Regions from separate parts of the Mus musculus genome. Here region 1 is linked to region 2. The links are chromatin contacts, called in public HiChIP or PLAC-seq maps. All regions are on one chromosome and are shown on one strand. The core of a region is the stretch at or near the end of the contact, and the rest is flanking DNA. Distances in the headings are between cores, read along the strand shown. Region 1 overlaps Pamr1 (peptidase domain containing associated with muscle regeneration 1). Region 2 overlaps Prr5l (proline rich 5 like).

Region 1 (4,156 bases), core at 323-2,822, 840 kb after region 2:
AGGTGGGAAGAACCAAGAGTGGTACAGAGAGACTTGAAGAAATTGCTTGCAATGTTGTGTATGTGTGGACTTGGAGGACCTGTTTCCCCACACTCTTCCTTCTCTGTGATTTAAACAAAGCTATTATTCAAAAGAGAAAAATTACACAGATAAGAATGGCAAGGTCTGAAAATTATGCAATTCTTCTTCCAAAGTCCTTTATGGCTATTGTCACCTATGAGTGCAATGACACCTTTGTGGCTTTGGAGAAAGGCTATGGTGCCAAAGACCAGCTTTGGTACAGGAGGGTAAATTGAGGAAGGCAGCTGATGAAGGATGAGTGTTGAGAGCAGCTGACACAAGTGGATCCAGATACCTACAGGGGCTGAAGAAGCAGTTAGAAAAGGGAAAGGAAGAAAATTCGCACATACATACACTCACACACACACACACTGCACATACACACATATATACACACATACACTGAGTAGATAAAACAAAAGGCAGAGTCCAATAATTTCATATACACAAATGTATACATGCATACATACATACATACATACATACATACATACATAACTACAGACAGACGTATACACATTCACACATAGAATGGTTAGAGCAAAGCTCCAGCAAGCAGGGTGTAAGCATTTTGCATATACATACATAAATACACACAAGCTCCAACACAGACCCAGACAAGCTTTATATATACATGGGTAGAAGGAACTATGTTCCAGATCCCATGCACACAAACCTTATACACACACATACATACACATAGTTGATGGATGGAAGGACAATGCTCCAGCCCTACACACTTTATTCTTCCTTCCATTGCTTATATTTCTAGCAAAATCTTCCAAGCAGTCTAAAATTACAGTGTGATTATGTTTTAGTTTTCTTCTAGTAAATGATTATGAAAAAAAACTAGTATGTTCTCTAATACAATAAAAACATTACATAGTACAGGTAAAAAGAAAACAAATTGTTCCCCAAAACCCATGTACATTCATAATTCAGCAACTAGTTATAGATTAACAATGTGTAAGCAAGCAAGGGAGTTTTCTCAGCCAGTTTCTTCTACCAGCAGGCAACAATTTATGGTTACAAGGAAAGAAGTAATTATTTAATTATTTATCTTTAAAAATAATCTGGTAAAAATCTTAAAAGAATCACAAATCTAAACTTTTATATAAAAACCAGTCCCATCTACTTTACACCCTCAAAATGCATATCTATTCATTAGCAATTCTTACTAAATCATATCAGGAAGCTAAGGGCAAAATGGGTATAAGAAGTCAATCATCCCCAGTCCAGCCTCAGTAAGAGTCACGTCAGCCAGTGCCGCCATTGTTCTTGTTCCCTGATCACAAACAGTCCCTAGCTTAACTAATAAGAGTGCGCCTTTCTGAACTTTAAATTGTATCCTAAGACTTTCTACATCAGATCCAGTAGTAAAAACATCTCAGTCTAGCTTCACTAACAACCTTATTTTCCCAAATGTTTTCTAAGGGTGGTGGTCATTGCTGACAATTGACATCTCTAAATTCCTCTCTAAGGTGGGGATAGAGTCAATCATTAATCTGCAGCAGCAGCAATGCCTGAAGGGGATCAAGGATTGTTACTGTGAGTGCCAGAGATACTGCCTAGTGAGGGACTGGAAGCCTCTCTGGAGTTTTCATACAATTCTTAGATGAAGAGGGATGTGAGGTAGCAAGCAGAGCAGAACTCTGCAATAGCATAAAGTCTTCAGGACACATGGCCCTCGGGGCTGTGCCACACCAAGGCTCACCCATGTAGCTGTGGTGGTACAGTGGCGAGCAATCCATGAGTTCTAAGGCCATTGTTCATTCCCCCTGCATGGCCCTCAGCACTGTGGTAAGATATACTGCCTATGGTTGTCTATCAGCACAAAAGAGGAACAGATTCAGTGGATGTGGGATCTAGAATGTAGGGTCCTCTCAAGATTCTCTTTGTTAAGGAGTCAGGACATCATCCTGGATTTTTAGGCTAGTGGGAGGGGAGACCCCATATAAGTCTAACTTCTCATGGACTGGAGGACGCTGGTTGAAGCAGCACGATAGAGATGCAGTTCTGAAAGGAGGGTTTGTTTGGTCTGAAAGGCAGAAATCTAGATTCTATCTCTAGTGATGTTAATAGAATGGGTCTCAATTGGGATCCAGACATCCAAGGGTTTTCAGCACAGGTGTTGGTGTGAATGAGAAGAGTGCTGTCTGATGCATACAGACAGGGTCTCAGCTCTGCTAAATACTGTGTACCTTTGGCCAAGGTACTTGACCTTTTGTTGTCTCAATTTCTTCATCCATAAAATGTGAGCTTATTATGTCACTGAGAATGAATTAACACGTGGAAGCACGAGGTAAGCAGTATGCACATATGCACATAAGCAGTATGTGCCCAGCTCAGAACAAGCTCCAATATATGTTAAGGCTGTTGCTGCCATTCAGAATCAGGAATAATGTCTGTGGGCCAGACCAGCATATTGGTTAAGCACTTTGACTCTAGAAACAGGCTACCTGTATTTGAACTCTATCTCTGATATTTATTACTTGTGTGACTCCAGGTTCACATCTATAAGATGGGGTGTTTCTTCTAGAGTCTTACACTGTCACCATCACCTTCAACTGCAGTGACATTCATATGAGTGGATTGTTTTTAGGGCTAAATGAGCTAATAGGTGAGTGACTTAAAACTGGGTCAGGTCTAAATGGTACTATCATCTCACACCCATCATTTATAGCGCCATCAGAGTATAACCGTACCTTCCCTGAGCTTGCTTGTTATTTGAAGCAAAGCTCTCTTGTATGAATCACTTACTGATATGACCCAGAGCATAATTGCTGACCTTTATCCTGCAAATAATATGCAGAGCATTTCCTGAGTCCTTTGGGTTCTCTCTTCCAGCCATGAAGTACTATCAATACCCATACTGCACAGAGGAGGGAACTGAGACACAAGAAAGTTGATGATATATCCAAAGCCACATTCTAACAGATGGAGCCAAGAGTAAAATTTGGTACTCTGAGTTTTAGCTGTTTCTATGTTCACCAATAGTGCTGATGCTTTCTTCTTAAAATTTATTTTGATTCATTTTTGTGTTTATATGTGAGTGGTATGTATGCTTCTGTATATGTGTGCATGTGTATGGTTACATATGTATGAGTATGCGTTTGGTACAGAAGTTGACTTCAGAAGTCTTCCTTGATCACTCCTGATCGATGGAGATTTTATTTATTGAGGTAGAGATTCTTTTTGACCCTGAAACTTATTGATCTGGATAATCTAGCTAGTCAACTCGCCCTAGGGATCCCGTCTCTGCCTTCCAAGGGTAGGGATTGCAGATGTGCTGCTATGTAGGGGTTGAGGATTAGAACTCTGATCCTCACAGTTGTATGCCAAACACTTTATCTACTGATTTCTCTCCCCGACTCATTGCTTTCTTCTTAAATGGTAAAGTCAGAGGTTTAGACTCTGGGGAACCAATTTACCATATTGGTAAGACACTAAGAGTGAGGTTCTCATCTGTCTGCCTAAAAGATGTACACCATGAGCCATCTACTTACTGTCTGTTTCATTACCCATTAAATGAAGCAAACAACACTCACTTTAAATGGTGGTTCTGTGGACTGGACCAATGAGCTGGTGAGTTTCGTGGACTGAGAGCCAGCCACGATGTGTGGTGTGACTTAAACGGGGATTGAAGCAGAGCTGTGACATGGAGCTGTGTGTCAGTAAAGTGAAGAGGAAAGAAGAAGAAAAGCAAGTGATAAACTTAATTCTCACTCCCCTTCCCTTCCCAATGATGCACAACTCCAAATATTAGATTTCTAAAGAATTCACTCAACGTCATGGTATGCGCAGTGAGGTAATGAAGGACTTGGCTTTGTAGCTGTCATTATCTGACTAGCAAAAGGGGAGCTGTGAGAGAGGACGCCTGAGTCATGTGAGATTCATCAGTGTAGGACTGGGGACTGCTGGGGGAGACAGAATTCTCAAGTCTCCAGAGGAGTGATGGAGTCACCCAAGGCCAGGAAATGTTCTGTCTATGGGGCCTAGAGTCGTATTCTTCTGCCCTGGCTCCAGCTGTTAACCAGACCTTCCAGCAGGGAAGAAGGTTGTGTAGTGTGAAGAAGCAGTAAAGGCAGCCGGACAG
Region 2 (4,521 bases), core at 1,008-3,507:
AGCTACTATATTTTCCTATCTAGAATTCCCCTGACACAATGCCTGAAGTTCAGCCTGGTCTGCCTACAGTTCTGAGAAAGCTGTAATTTTCCTGGTTTGTTTGTTTGGTTTGGTTTTTGATCTTTTATTCACTTTTCTTTTCGATGCTGACTTAAAACACACGGATGCTTTTCCTGACACCGCAGGCTTCCTTACTCTTTCTCTGCCGCTCTCGTCCTTGCCACATGGCCACTTGTTACCACATGATGTGCCCCGTTCCAGTAAGTCAAACCGTATGCCCAATCCCTCAGACTTTCTCCTCCGGGCAGCTGCTGAAATTTATACCTTGCCTGTCCTGGTGTAATTTCTTTTGTTTTTAGTATTTTTATCTTCTTTGAAATTCCATACACCGTATTTTATTTTGATCATATTCACCTCCAGCCCCTTCCCCTAATTCATGCCAGACCCATCCCTCGCCCTCCTACAACCCCACTGATACGGCTTTCAATCTTTTGTTTTAGTGGGCCCCTCCCCACTCCATCCCCCCAGGACAGGGTTTCTCTGTGTAGCCCTGGCTGTCCTGGAACTCACTCTGTAGACTGGGCTAGCCTTGAACTCAGAGCTCCATTTATGTTGCCTCCAGAATGCTGAGATTAAAGGCGTGGACCACACCAGTGCTGCTAAATCAAAGGACATTCCCCCTAATAGAAGTTTTTCATTTCAACTCCAATAAAATTGTCCTTCAACTTCCTCTTAAAATTATTGTATTAATGAGACTAAGAACCCTAAGATGCAACCTTGGTTTCCCTGATATCAATGTGAAAAATGTCAGAGTAGAGGTACCAAGAGTATCCTGGAAATCCAGAGAACCGTGTGTGTGTGTGTGTGTGTGTGTGTGTGTGTAAGAGACATATATCTCACATGTACACATACATGTGTGTGGACATGCTTATGGAGGCTCTCTCAACCACTTCTCCACCTTAGATTTTTGAGACTGGCTCTCACCCTGAACCTGGGCCCCCACCAATTCAGCAAGCTCCAGGGATCTCATTCGTGGGGTTGAAGTTATACCACCATGCCCAGCATGGATTCTGGGGTTAGGTTTCAGTCCTTACCCTTGGCAAGCACTTTACTCACTGAAGTATCTTCGTAGCTCCTAGAGAGAGGTCTTGAAGAAAGAGCACTTCAGATGGCCGTACTACTAGGGACTGGTTTATAGACTCAAGTCACACAGACCTCTCTAGGGTCTGGTTACAAAGAAGCATGTCTTCCCTGGCTTGCACAGCTCAGGGAGGAGGGCAATCAAATCCCACAGCTTGACAAGGGTTCGAGTCCAGGGAAAGATGAGTAGGTAATCCTCACACCTGGAGGAAGAGGGGGACAAGCTACTCCCAAGGGGCCCATGATATGTGGCACTGCCTGTTTGGCCCCACCATCAATGCTCTTTCTTCTTCATTGCTCCCAGAAGAAGGCCAGAGCTGGTGTTCAAGCCTCAGGCTGCTCCAAGAAGGTAGGTAGCTAACGCCAGACTACACAGTTGAGCCCTGATCCTTGTAGTCACTGAGGCCCCACACTTTCCACACAGCCTCCTCTCTCACCCTGAAGGGACTTGCAAGCGAGGCCTACAGTTAGCACTGCCTTTCAACTCTCAGGAAGAATGTTTTGGTCCTAAACTTGATGCTGGCAAAGCCCAGATCACACGGACCCCGTGGTTTGCCAAGTCTGCTGGCAGACAGTGCTTCCTTGATGAGCTGCCAGTCACTAGAGTTAATCCTCAGAGAAGTCAGCTGAAGGGTGACTCCCTCAGTCAACCCCAATAGGCTCCTTGGGAAGCCTGCAAGCCAAAGGCTGAGACCTGAGGACCATGGGCTCAGGGGAAATGGGGTCTCCCACAGAGGCACCCACTGAGATTGTCGTCCTAGGAACTCCTGAGACACCTAAAGTCTGGGCTTTCCTTGTAAAGCGGCACTTTTTGCAGAGAGAGGCTTGTCTGCTACCTTACCATCCTTAACTTTCTTTTGAAAGCCTTTTCCTCACAGGTCCCTAACCATGTCAGGCATTAATTTCTGTGGAAGCCAGCAATGGCAGTTTCTTTTAGACTCCTAGAGAGGCAAAGCTAGGGTGGAGCAGTCCTTTGTTTGGGGACTGGCTCCCCAGTAAGCCTTTGATCTCCTAGGCTCCCAGAATGCCCCTGCCATTGCGGGCTCCTGCTCCAGTCCAGAAGCAGCAAAGGCCCACAGGGCCTTTGTCATGCAGAGAAGGTAGTGTCCAGCTGGATAGGCAGAGGCCCCCAGGGATAGGCAGAGGGCCCCAGGGATATAACGGAATGAGGCTGTGGAGGACTGGGAGGGCTTTTTTAGGGGAGGAATCCAGCCTGGGAATGTTTGCTGCAGGGAAGAGGCCCTGAGAGCCCCAGAAAAATCCCAAGTAGCTCAGGAATTTGGGTAACTTGAAAGGTAGCACTTGGGCCTGGCCTCCTGCACTGTGTGTGTGTGTGTGTGTGTGTGTGTGTGTGTGTGTGTGTGTGTGTGTGTGTGTGTGGTGTTGTTGTTGTTGCTGCTTTTCTTTTAGATTCACTGCTACCCTCCTTACTTGATACTTCCATTTTCCTCTTGTAATCTGAAAAGAAAAAGTGGGGCTTTGGAGGGGAGGGCTTGCACGCATGTATGAACACACACGTGTGCACACACACAAACACACACTCCATTTGGACCCTTGGATAGAATCACTTATCTATTGTTCTAAAGCAAATCCAGGTCAGGCAAGACACTGCCTCGGTATCTCTGGAGTCCAGGATGCAGGGCACACAGCAGGGATATAGGGCAAGTATTGGCTTACGGACAATTCTGCTAGGTTCCGCCCAGCAACTGCCTAGCAATAGCTTTCATCATCAACCGAAGCCATTACTACCTGTGCCTCAGCCAGGGGCAAGCCTCCTATGGCAGCATACGAGAAATGCTCGATACCCCAGACGCCTTCCTCTTCCTCCCTCACATCTTCTTTTTCTCCCCCGGCCCACCCCCCCACACTGCTCCCCCGTGTTTCCAGGTAGCCTCTCTTTCTCTCTTTCTGTTCTTCTCTATCGCCCCTGCTCTCCCCCCCCCCCATAAGCTTTCTTTATCCTAGATCTGTCACATGTGTGATTTCCCAGGGTGACACTTTGGCAGGGGCCTGCCTGGTACTCCCTCACTCCTGCTGCATTATCTCACAATTTATATTTCATAACAGCAAGTCTCTACCTTTCTTGCCTGCAAAACTGGGGCACTTCTCAGGCACCCCAAGAGTGAGGGTGGCACCACCCTCCTTGGGCCATGTACATCTGCCAAAGCCTGGACAGGAGTGTGCAGCATGGCTGTTGGCTGAGTAGCCTTTCAGATGATGGTCCGGCTGCCTTGGCAATCTCGTGTTGGTCTCAGGGGAGACACAGCACAGCCCTGCCTCAGCTAAAGCATCTCTCATGAGTCCACTGCAACTCTTAAAATTTTTTTCATTGTCCATTCTTTAAAAGTTATGTGTATCTATGTGTGTCTATGTGCAGGTATGAGCACACATGTGCACCTATTCACATGCAGGGTTAGAGGTATTGTAATCTCCCTGGAGTTAAAGTTACAGGGACTTGGATTGGGTTCTAGAAACCGGACGTGGGTCTTCTCTAAGAGCAATATGTTTGTAACCTTTATGCCATTTCTCCAAGATCCCAATTATTGTCTTAATACCCCCCTGCCCCAGGCTGAGTGAATGCTACTTTCACATACATACTTAGTTTATGTATATGAGTGATCTATTTTTCACGTACACCGGAAGAGGGCACTGGATCCCATCACAGATGGTTGTGAGCCACCATGTGCTTGCTGGAAATCAAACTCAGGACCTCTGGAAGAGCAACCAGTGCTCTCAACCACAGAGCCATCTCCAGTTTATGAATGCTATAGCAGTCTCTATCCCCAAAGGGTAAGGAAGGTCTCCTCAGCTTTTAACATGTAGAGGTCTGGACGAATGTCTGGCCTGGGACACCTCTTGGACTAAGGATCGCCTAAGCCACTATCCCTTAATGACCTCACACCCTCAATGCTGACAGTTTGGGCATGAAGGATGGTGGACTGTCCATAACAGCTGCAGAAGAGCTTAGCTTTTGGATTCTAACTCAAAGGGCCCAGTGACTACACACCCAGCACAGTACACACAATTTGGCCAGGGCCTGCACTGCTTCTTGCTGCTAGTAACTCTGCACCTCTGAAACTCCTTTAGTTTCTTGAGAGGTCCATCTCAAGAGAGCTCTCCACGACCCTGGAAGTCCTCCCATTGGTCCTTCCTGACTGGGTAGCCCACCACCCGCTTTGTTTACTCAGCTAATTCTGCCCATTTTACATTTCCCCAAACAGACCCCACTTCCTACAGGGAGCCTTCCCCAGTGTCCTGGGTGGGTGGGCCCTGTGCTTCTCCCGTAGAGGATCTGTGTAATTTCGCCCCTCACTGGACTGTGGGCAGGGGTACATCTCACTTTGCTCACAGGTACACCTGCAGCAGCATGCAAGGTGCCTG

What was found. HiChIP or PLAC-seq counts read pairs in DNA pulled down with a chosen protein or histone mark.
Region 1: an H3K27ac HiChIP or PLAC-seq map of extraembryonic endoderm stem cells shows a contact between it and region 2, with 14 times the contacts expected there. The contact joins two enhancer-like sites. A contact is called at or near these places in 2 of 39 promoter capture datasets (cranial neural crest and hippocampal neurons), 1 of 115 datasets of contacts at active chromatin or transcription factors (extraembryonic endoderm stem cells) and 1 of 9 other capture datasets (embryonic stem cells).

Annotation. Positions count from the first base shown.
Region 1 is chr2:102,562,454-102,566,609 of GRCm38.p6, forward strand. All of the region lies in intron 1 of Pamr1 (peptidase domain containing associated with muscle regeneration 1), which reads left to right. Among named protein-coding and RNA genes, the nearest start is that of Pamr1, 15 kb to the left of the region's middle. Within about 2 kb of position 1,573, at least 5 of the 459 cell types and tissues checked have an H3K27ac peak or open chromatin away from gene starts, as enhancers often do. A contact at or near this core is called in extraembryonic endoderm stem cells, where this site is marked.
Region 2 is chr2:101,720,869-101,725,389 of GRCm38.p6, forward strand. The region is part of intron 8 of Prr5l (proline rich 5 like); the gene reads right to left. Among named protein-coding and RNA genes, the nearest start is that of Traf6, 45 kb to the left of the region's middle. Within about 2 kb of position 2,258, at least 89 of the 459 cell types and tissues checked have an H3K27ac peak or open chromatin away from gene starts, as enhancers often do. A contact at or near this core is called in extraembryonic endoderm stem cells, where this site is marked.